Regions from separate parts of the Mus musculus genome. Here region 1 is linked to region 2. Evidence: chromatin contacts called from public HiChIP or PLAC-seq data. All regions are on one chromosome and are shown on one strand. The core of a region is the stretch at or near the end of the contact, and the rest is flanking DNA. Distances in the headings are between cores, read along the strand shown. Region 1 has its middle 54 kb from the start of Gm34645. Region 2 holds the start of Bub3 (BUB3 mitotic checkpoint protein).

Region 1 (3,491 bases), core at 488-2,987, 320 kb before region 2:
GTCCAGGTAGAGTCTAATGCAGCCAAACATAAAGTCAAGAAATATATGCTGTTCTAATTGTATTTCTGTTGCTGTGAAAAAGTACTCAGGAAATAAACCAGCTTGGGTGTGTGTGTGTGTGTGTGTGTGTGTGTGTGTGTGTGTGTGTGGTTATTTCAGTGTCACTCGATCAGGTTTATCATAACAGCCCCAACTCCTGGTACCAATTTATGTTCTACTTTCACTTCTGTTTCTGTAATAAAATACCCTGATAAAAAGCAACTTAGAAAATAATGGGTTTATTTTAGCGTAAATTTTAAGGTGGTGATCCATCGTAGCACAGAAGGCACCAAGGCAGGGATCTTGAGGCAGCTACTCACAGCACAGCCACAGCTAAGAGCAGAGAAACAAATGCATATATGCTCACTTGTTTGCCTGCTTATGTGCAACTCAATTTCTCTGCTTCTATATGGTTCAGAACCCCCTGCCTAGGCAAGGGTTCCACCCAAAGTGGACTGGGTCTTCCCACGTCAATTTAGTTAATTAATCTTCCACAGTCATGTTCACTGAAAACCCATGGAGACAGCATCACATTAAGACTCTTTTCTCAGGTAATTCTAGACTGTATCCAGATGACAATTAAAGGCATTTACTTATCCTTGTTGGGAACTGGGAGGGTGGAAAGGGTCTAGGGGAGAAAGAGGAAGGGTATAAGGAACAGGAGGAAGCTCCAGCAACCCGAGTAAGTACCACACAGTGGACGTGGAAGGAAGGAGGCCCCAGTGTGGCTGTGCATGAGATGCAAAGCCACTGGAACTGCACTGCATGCTTCAGAACCCCCAAATAGTTGTGTCTTTGAGGAGACTCCCAGTCTCTCTGTGCCCCGAGTCCTTTCTAGGAATAGGGGCAACAGCACAGATGGAAATGCACGGTGCACAAGATTGGTGCTCGAGAGGGTAGGCAAGGCGATTTTTCAAGTTGGTATAGCAGGAGGTGTCACTTGCTCTGCAAGCCTTGTTGGCATTCCTCACTCTTAAGACTGGGTTCTTAAAGTCCCTCCAGTCTCCTCTGTGACTTGCTCCCTCTCTGCTGGTCCAACGACAGCACTTGAGATAGCTGACTTCCAGGCGAGGAGTCTCTGGCACCTGCCAGTACACCCTTACTGTTCCTTCTAACTGGAGCACTTTTGACTTTAGAACAAATCCCCTCCAGGGCTCACCTAGCACGGCTCGCAGTTACCCTCTCTCCATATGCCCCACTTCATATTCAAACAGCTCTGCTCACCTTTCACCTGGATTGTATTAGACAGAACGTATTTGAATTTTCTCATTTATTTTTGTCTCCCACTGGAACACAAACCCCACAAAAGGTGGGGGCTTTATCTTGGCCAGGTTTTCCTGTTTCCAACACCCTAGGTGTGTCACAGTTTTTCTTGTAATGACGAATTCCTTTTCTCACGGACATGTGAACTGGGGCTCAATGAGAGAATATTGCTTATCGAGAACTCTCTGCTCTCAGGCTTGGCTGGTCCCTGGGTGGTGTGCCGGTGGATATTTAAGATCTGGCACTCCAGGTTGTGTTTGCTGGTTTTACTGGTGTACATAGTGCCAAAATGGATGTTGCTAAATTATGTGTCTGGTGGGCTCTGAAAGAAAACAGTGTAAGCTGATGCAAAAAAGCTCTTGCCTGCCCTCCAGGCTGCGTCATATGCAGTACAGCTTCAAACCACCAGGGGGCAGCCTCTCCCCACTGAAGACATATACTCTCTCACCCCTCTGCACTTTTGCCAAGCAGGGCATGGTGGGTCCCTGTTTGGTTTCTGTGTTACCAGCAGTGCCTAGCCCTGGGTGGTTGTCTGCTGAAAACAGACATTGCCTGAACAAAAGTGAAGTAAGCGAAACAGATTGTAGGTCTGAATAGATCACTGGTGACCCCTGGTGAGGGGAGACTCAGTGAAGAAAGTCAGGATCCTGTCACCCTAAGAAGCTCTGGCAGGTGACACTTCCCAGCTTGCTTTTGGCTCTGTCTGAGGTCCTGACACCTAAAGGCCAGCTCAGGGTCCCTGGCTCATTCTCTTAACCCTGTCCAGTTGGGCCTTGTGGCTGAGACCAGCAGGCTAGAGTTCGACTTGGAATGCGTGAAATTGCCACATCCCCTTCTGGTATTCACTGTAACAGAGAGTAAGAACATTCCTTGGTAGGATCAAGCTCTGGGCCTTGCCTGGGTCTTCACCAAAGTGACTCCTTTACCCTGGTTAAGAAGCACGGGGCCAAGTCTGGAGCCTGTGTTTCCCAACAGTAAGTTCTGGCATTCATTTGCTGAGTGGTTTTCTGACAGCCAGCCCAAGGTACTGTGTGCTCACTGGACAGGAGTTTCTCCCACCCAGGCCTGTGGAGCCACCCAGTGGGGTCCCAGGGCCTCCTCACTGTTCCTCTTGGGATATTGTCTACCAGAGGCTGCAGAGGCTTCTATTCCCTTCCACGCATGCAAACGACAAACCTTAGGATCCTTCTTCTCTTCTCAGGCATCTCTAAGGGCCTTTACCCTTGGATTCACACACATCAACCACCAGTGAGGCCTGGTGGCAAAATATGAACAAAGCAACGTGTGGGGTTATCCCACTCCCAAGGAGCAGAGTTCAAACAGGAGTTCGGGGCCTAGGTCAGCCAATGAAGTCTGGAGAGGAAAATGTTGGGAGCCATTCCAGCAAAATGGCTCCCAACAGGGAGTAAGGTGGTGGTGGGGATACCCAGCCTCTTAGCTAGGGCTTCTTTCAGCTTCCTGGGCTGGTCAGTGGAGACCAAGCAAGACTGTTCCTCTGGTCAGCGAGAGTCATGTCCAGTCTGAGCAGCACAGCTGCACTTATAAAAACTGTGTGATTTTTCAGAAGGGAGGCTATAGCCATAAGTGTCACCTGGCTTTGCGCTAGCTGGTCCTTATGTCAGAGGAGAACTATGGAGCAAGACAAGGAAAGGCTTATCTTCCTGCAGTACTAACACTGTGAGGCAAGAATTGATGGCTCTGGTGTTTTAAAATGCAGGCAGCATCTTTAAAGGACATTGGCTAGGTTTTTTTAAAATGGAATTTGAGGACAACAGTACACAGGAGTCCCTAACCTAGAGCCTGGCCATTTTCTCACGGCCAGCATGTTGTATAACAGTCAATTCCCTGATGGGTGGGTCCAGTGCTGCTCCAGACCCCATCAGGGCCTGGGGTAAGAGGCCATTTGCTCTTTTGCAATCTCCCTTATTTGTCCAAAAAAAAAAAAAAAAAAAAAAAAAAAACTACACAAGAAGACCACACTGGCAGTTAAAATTGATTTTTTTTTGTTGTTGTTTGTTTGTTTGTTTTTCTGTTTTCTCATTTGTCCAACTCTTTTATGACTTGAGTGGAAAACAGATGGCATTCAGAGAAACTGAGGCAGGTGATGAGAGACTGCTATGTTGGGCTGAGGGTGGTGGAGTTTTAGGTCATAGTTTGGTCCTGTGGAAAGATATGTACTCTGTGACACA
Region 2 (3,299 bases), core at 682-3,181:
ATCCTGCCACAGTGAAATCATAAACCTCTTAAGAAATGTTTTTACACAGCCAACTGAAATACATTCTCCTGCTAAGAACGCAAAGGCATCACTAAGATAAATATGACGGGGCTACCGTGCTCCATTTTTAAAATGTACTTTTTTTTTTAGCCTGTGAAAAGACCAACCTAAAATATCAAACTGTCCAAAGAAATCCTGACAAACCGGACCCTGAGTCCAGTCCGCTGCTTAAGACTTCTAATAGTGACAGTCAAATGCTTAAATGATGCTTCCACTAGACACTTAAGACAGTGCTCAGGGGCTGGAGAGATGGCTCAGCAGTTAAGAGCACTGGCTGTTTGCTCTTCCAGAGGTCCTGAGTTCAATTCCCAGCAACCACATGGTGGCTCACAACCATCTATCTGTAATGAGATCCAATGCTCTCTTGTTATGTGTCTGAAGATAGCTATAGTGTACTCTTATAAATTAAATAAATAAATCTTAAAAAAAAAAAAAAAAAAGACAGTGCTCAGAAGGGGCTTTACTGCAAAATTCAGGTTCCATTTGTGGTAACTTAATCCAATTTTAAAAGTCTATTATCAAAGCCGTGTTCCGCCTTCACATAAGTACTGAAAACACCTACTCTTCTTAAATAAGCATTTCTACACAAATACACTAGTAAAGAAAAACTGGTAAAATGTAGCTATATTAATACCTTGATCAGTGTTCAAATCGTGCATTTTCAGTTGATGATCTAATCCACCACTCCAGGCATGCGTTGGATCCTACAAAGCAAAATTTGGGTTTGATTTTTTTTCTTTCTTACTTTTTTTTTTTTTTTTTTGGAAGACACTATGTAGCCCTGGTTGGCCTCAAAACTCAAGAGCTCTTCCTGCCTCTGCCTCTGGGATTAAAGTTGTGGCCACCACATCCTCCCACCCCACTCTTACATTTGGAGCCAATTCAAAGTTACAAAGCTTTAGCAAGCATTTTCAACATTGCTATTTCTACAGCCAAGTGTTATGTCCAGTGTGACAGAAACTAAGAAGCAAACAAAAATGCAAGTTAGTGATCTCCACAAGGAAGCAAATACAAGGTGGACACCAGGAGTTAAGGCTAAATTAGACAACATTCATTACTTTTCAAAGGATAGCTAAAAATCAGTCTTGCTGCTAACTTCAATTATCTATGTCCAGAAAGTTTACTCAAGTCTGAATTTACAAATGGAGATTGAAATTGCCACGAGAGAAGAAATAAGAACACAAACCATTGTAGTAGGCTTGATGCCAGGCTAAAGGGAAGAATTCCCGAGTAGTTATGAACTATCAGAATTCTCGAACCGTGTATGAGATGCTACTGGCAAGGCCTAGGACATCTCAGTATTAAGGGGACAGGAGCAGAAACTGAATCCACCTACGTAGAAGGCGCAGTCCAGGACAGCACCAGTGTGCTGGTACTTGAGCCTCATGGAATTGGCGGGCACATCGTAGAGGCGCACAGACGTATCCCAGGAGGAGACCAGGAGGAACTGGGATGTGTTGGGGCTGAACTTAACCGAGGAGATGCCATCCTCGGGTGGCTGGTTCAGCTTGAATTCGTTCGAACCGGTCATCTGTAGAACAAAACGCTAAGTCTGAGTTCCTAACCGGAGCAACAGAGGCCGGCCACGGCCTGCGCCTGCGCGAGTCCCCCTTGATCCAGGCCGGCCGCCATCCCGCTTCCGCCGAGCTCCACCCGGCCTGGCCTCCTTCCTTGCCCGCAGATCCCCATATAAAACACAATGGACCTCGACCGGATCCCTCTGTGCATCGATGCGCCGGCCACGGGCCACAGATCCCGCTCCGCCCGCCCTCGCCCGAACCTCTACCTCCTGTCCGCCTAAGCAACGTTTCTGCACCGGCCACTACCGATCCGCTTCCCTCCGAGCACTCGCAGGCAAAGCGGAGAAGGCGGAGAGGAAGCTCCGGAGCAGGCCTATCATTGGCTGATTTTGAACGCCAACGGCTCGATCTCGGCAGCTGATTGGTCTGATTTACTGCTTGCCTCATTTTCCGCAGTCATCCTGTTCCGGCTCAAAGGGAAGCCGCGTTTCCCCCCCCCCCCCCGTTCACCGGGTCTCTTAGTACCTCCACGCCGAGGTTACATCTCTGGAGCTGCGGAGGGAAAACTACAACTCCCAAGTATGCTCAGGTCATGAAGGCGTTCACGCCCGCCCACAATTGTATGCTGCATGCTGGGAGTTGTAGTCTCCCTGGAGCTGCTTGCCTGAACATCCACAGACTAGAAGGCAGAAAAGAGATTTTATCTAGCTCTTGTGACATCCTTCTCCTCTATCTCTCAGACACAGAATTTCATTTTGGTTGATAACTACTATAGATATAAATTAATATTTTCTTTCTAGCCGTGCACATACCCCTGGACTTAATCCAGACTAGTCATACTGAAGAATAATTTCTAGTCAAAGGTACTATTTGCTTTTATTTTGCTGGGTTATCAATTTGTGAACTAGAGACTCATTTCCCTTGAGTTCTAGTGATCTCATTTTTATCGTTTCATCTCTCCACAGTTTTCAAGCACCTGAATGTCAGGCCTCTTAAGCAGCTCTGGGAATACACACTCAGTCAAACTACTCCTTGCTTTAGAAGAGTACCACACCCATAAGGGTGAACAGAGCAGGACACAAATATTTCCAATCTTTAACGATCAGCCAGAATCTCTTAGGAATGTTCATCATAGGACCTAGCATTGTGACTGTCCTCCCTCTCCCACCTTCCTCTGCATTATCATGGAAGTTGCAGGCTCAGTTTGCTGCACTTTCTGTTTCTAGAATCCTCTAAAAAATATGAGAATCAAAAGGTTGTTTTGGTTCTGTGAGAGAAAAGCAGTACTTAACAAACAACATAGTAGCATACTGACATGCAAAATGTTACTGAGTTTCTAATTAATCCTTGGATACAACTTCTTTTTCTCTGTCCCATCTTTTTGAGACAATCCCTTTTATTTTGAAATTGTTGCATGAAGTAGGAAGTTGTCTCTAGTTTTAAACTACTTAACTTTCAAGGTACATTTTTAAAAAAAAAGAAAAGAAAAGAAAAGAAAAATGATCTTGCCGGGCAGTGGTGGCGCAGCCAGCACTTGGGATGCAGAGGCAGGTGGATTTCTGAGTTCGAGGCCAGCCTGGTCTACAGAGTGAGTTCCAGGACAGCCAGGGCTACACAGAGAAACCCTGTCTAAAAAAATAAAAGTAAAGAAAGAAAGAAAGAAAGAAAGAAAGATCTTATGTGTGCACAGACTCTGAACTAAATGCACTTAAGATTCCT

The links. HiChIP or PLAC-seq counts read pairs in DNA pulled down with a chosen protein or histone mark.
Region 1: a contact with region 2 is called in an H3K4me3 HiChIP or PLAC-seq map of stem cell-derived neural progenitor cells, with 61 read pairs. The contact joins the enhancer-like site here to the promoter of Bub3 in region 2. A contact is called at or near these places in 15 of 39 promoter capture datasets (the 3T3-L1 cell line, 3T3-L1-derived adipocytes, the C10 cell line and 8 more), 1 of 15 datasets of contacts at CTCF or cohesin (stem cell-derived epiblast-like cells), 5 of 484 Hi-C or Micro-C datasets (cerebral cortex, embryonic limb bud, embryonic stem cells and 1 more), 29 of 115 datasets of contacts at active chromatin or transcription factors (the 230-238 cell line, acute myeloid leukemia, astrocytes and 18 more) and 3 of 9 other capture datasets (adipose tissue, liver and pancreatic islet).

What each region holds. Positions count from the first base shown.
Region 1 is chr7:131,880,672-131,884,162 of GRCm38.p6, reverse strand. No RefSeq gene overlaps it. Among named protein-coding and RNA genes, the nearest start is that of Gm34645, 54 kb to the right of the region's middle. Within about 2 kb of position 1,737, at least 3 of the 459 cell types and tissues checked have an H3K27ac peak or open chromatin away from gene starts, as enhancers often do.
Region 2 is chr7:131,559,002-131,562,300 of GRCm38.p6, reverse strand. It overlaps Bub3 (BUB3 mitotic checkpoint protein), which reads right to left and starts at 1,931. Exons shown (of 8, transcript NM_009774.4): 1 at 1,847-1,931; 2 at 1,397-1,591; 3 at 695-764. The coding sequence starts at 1,591.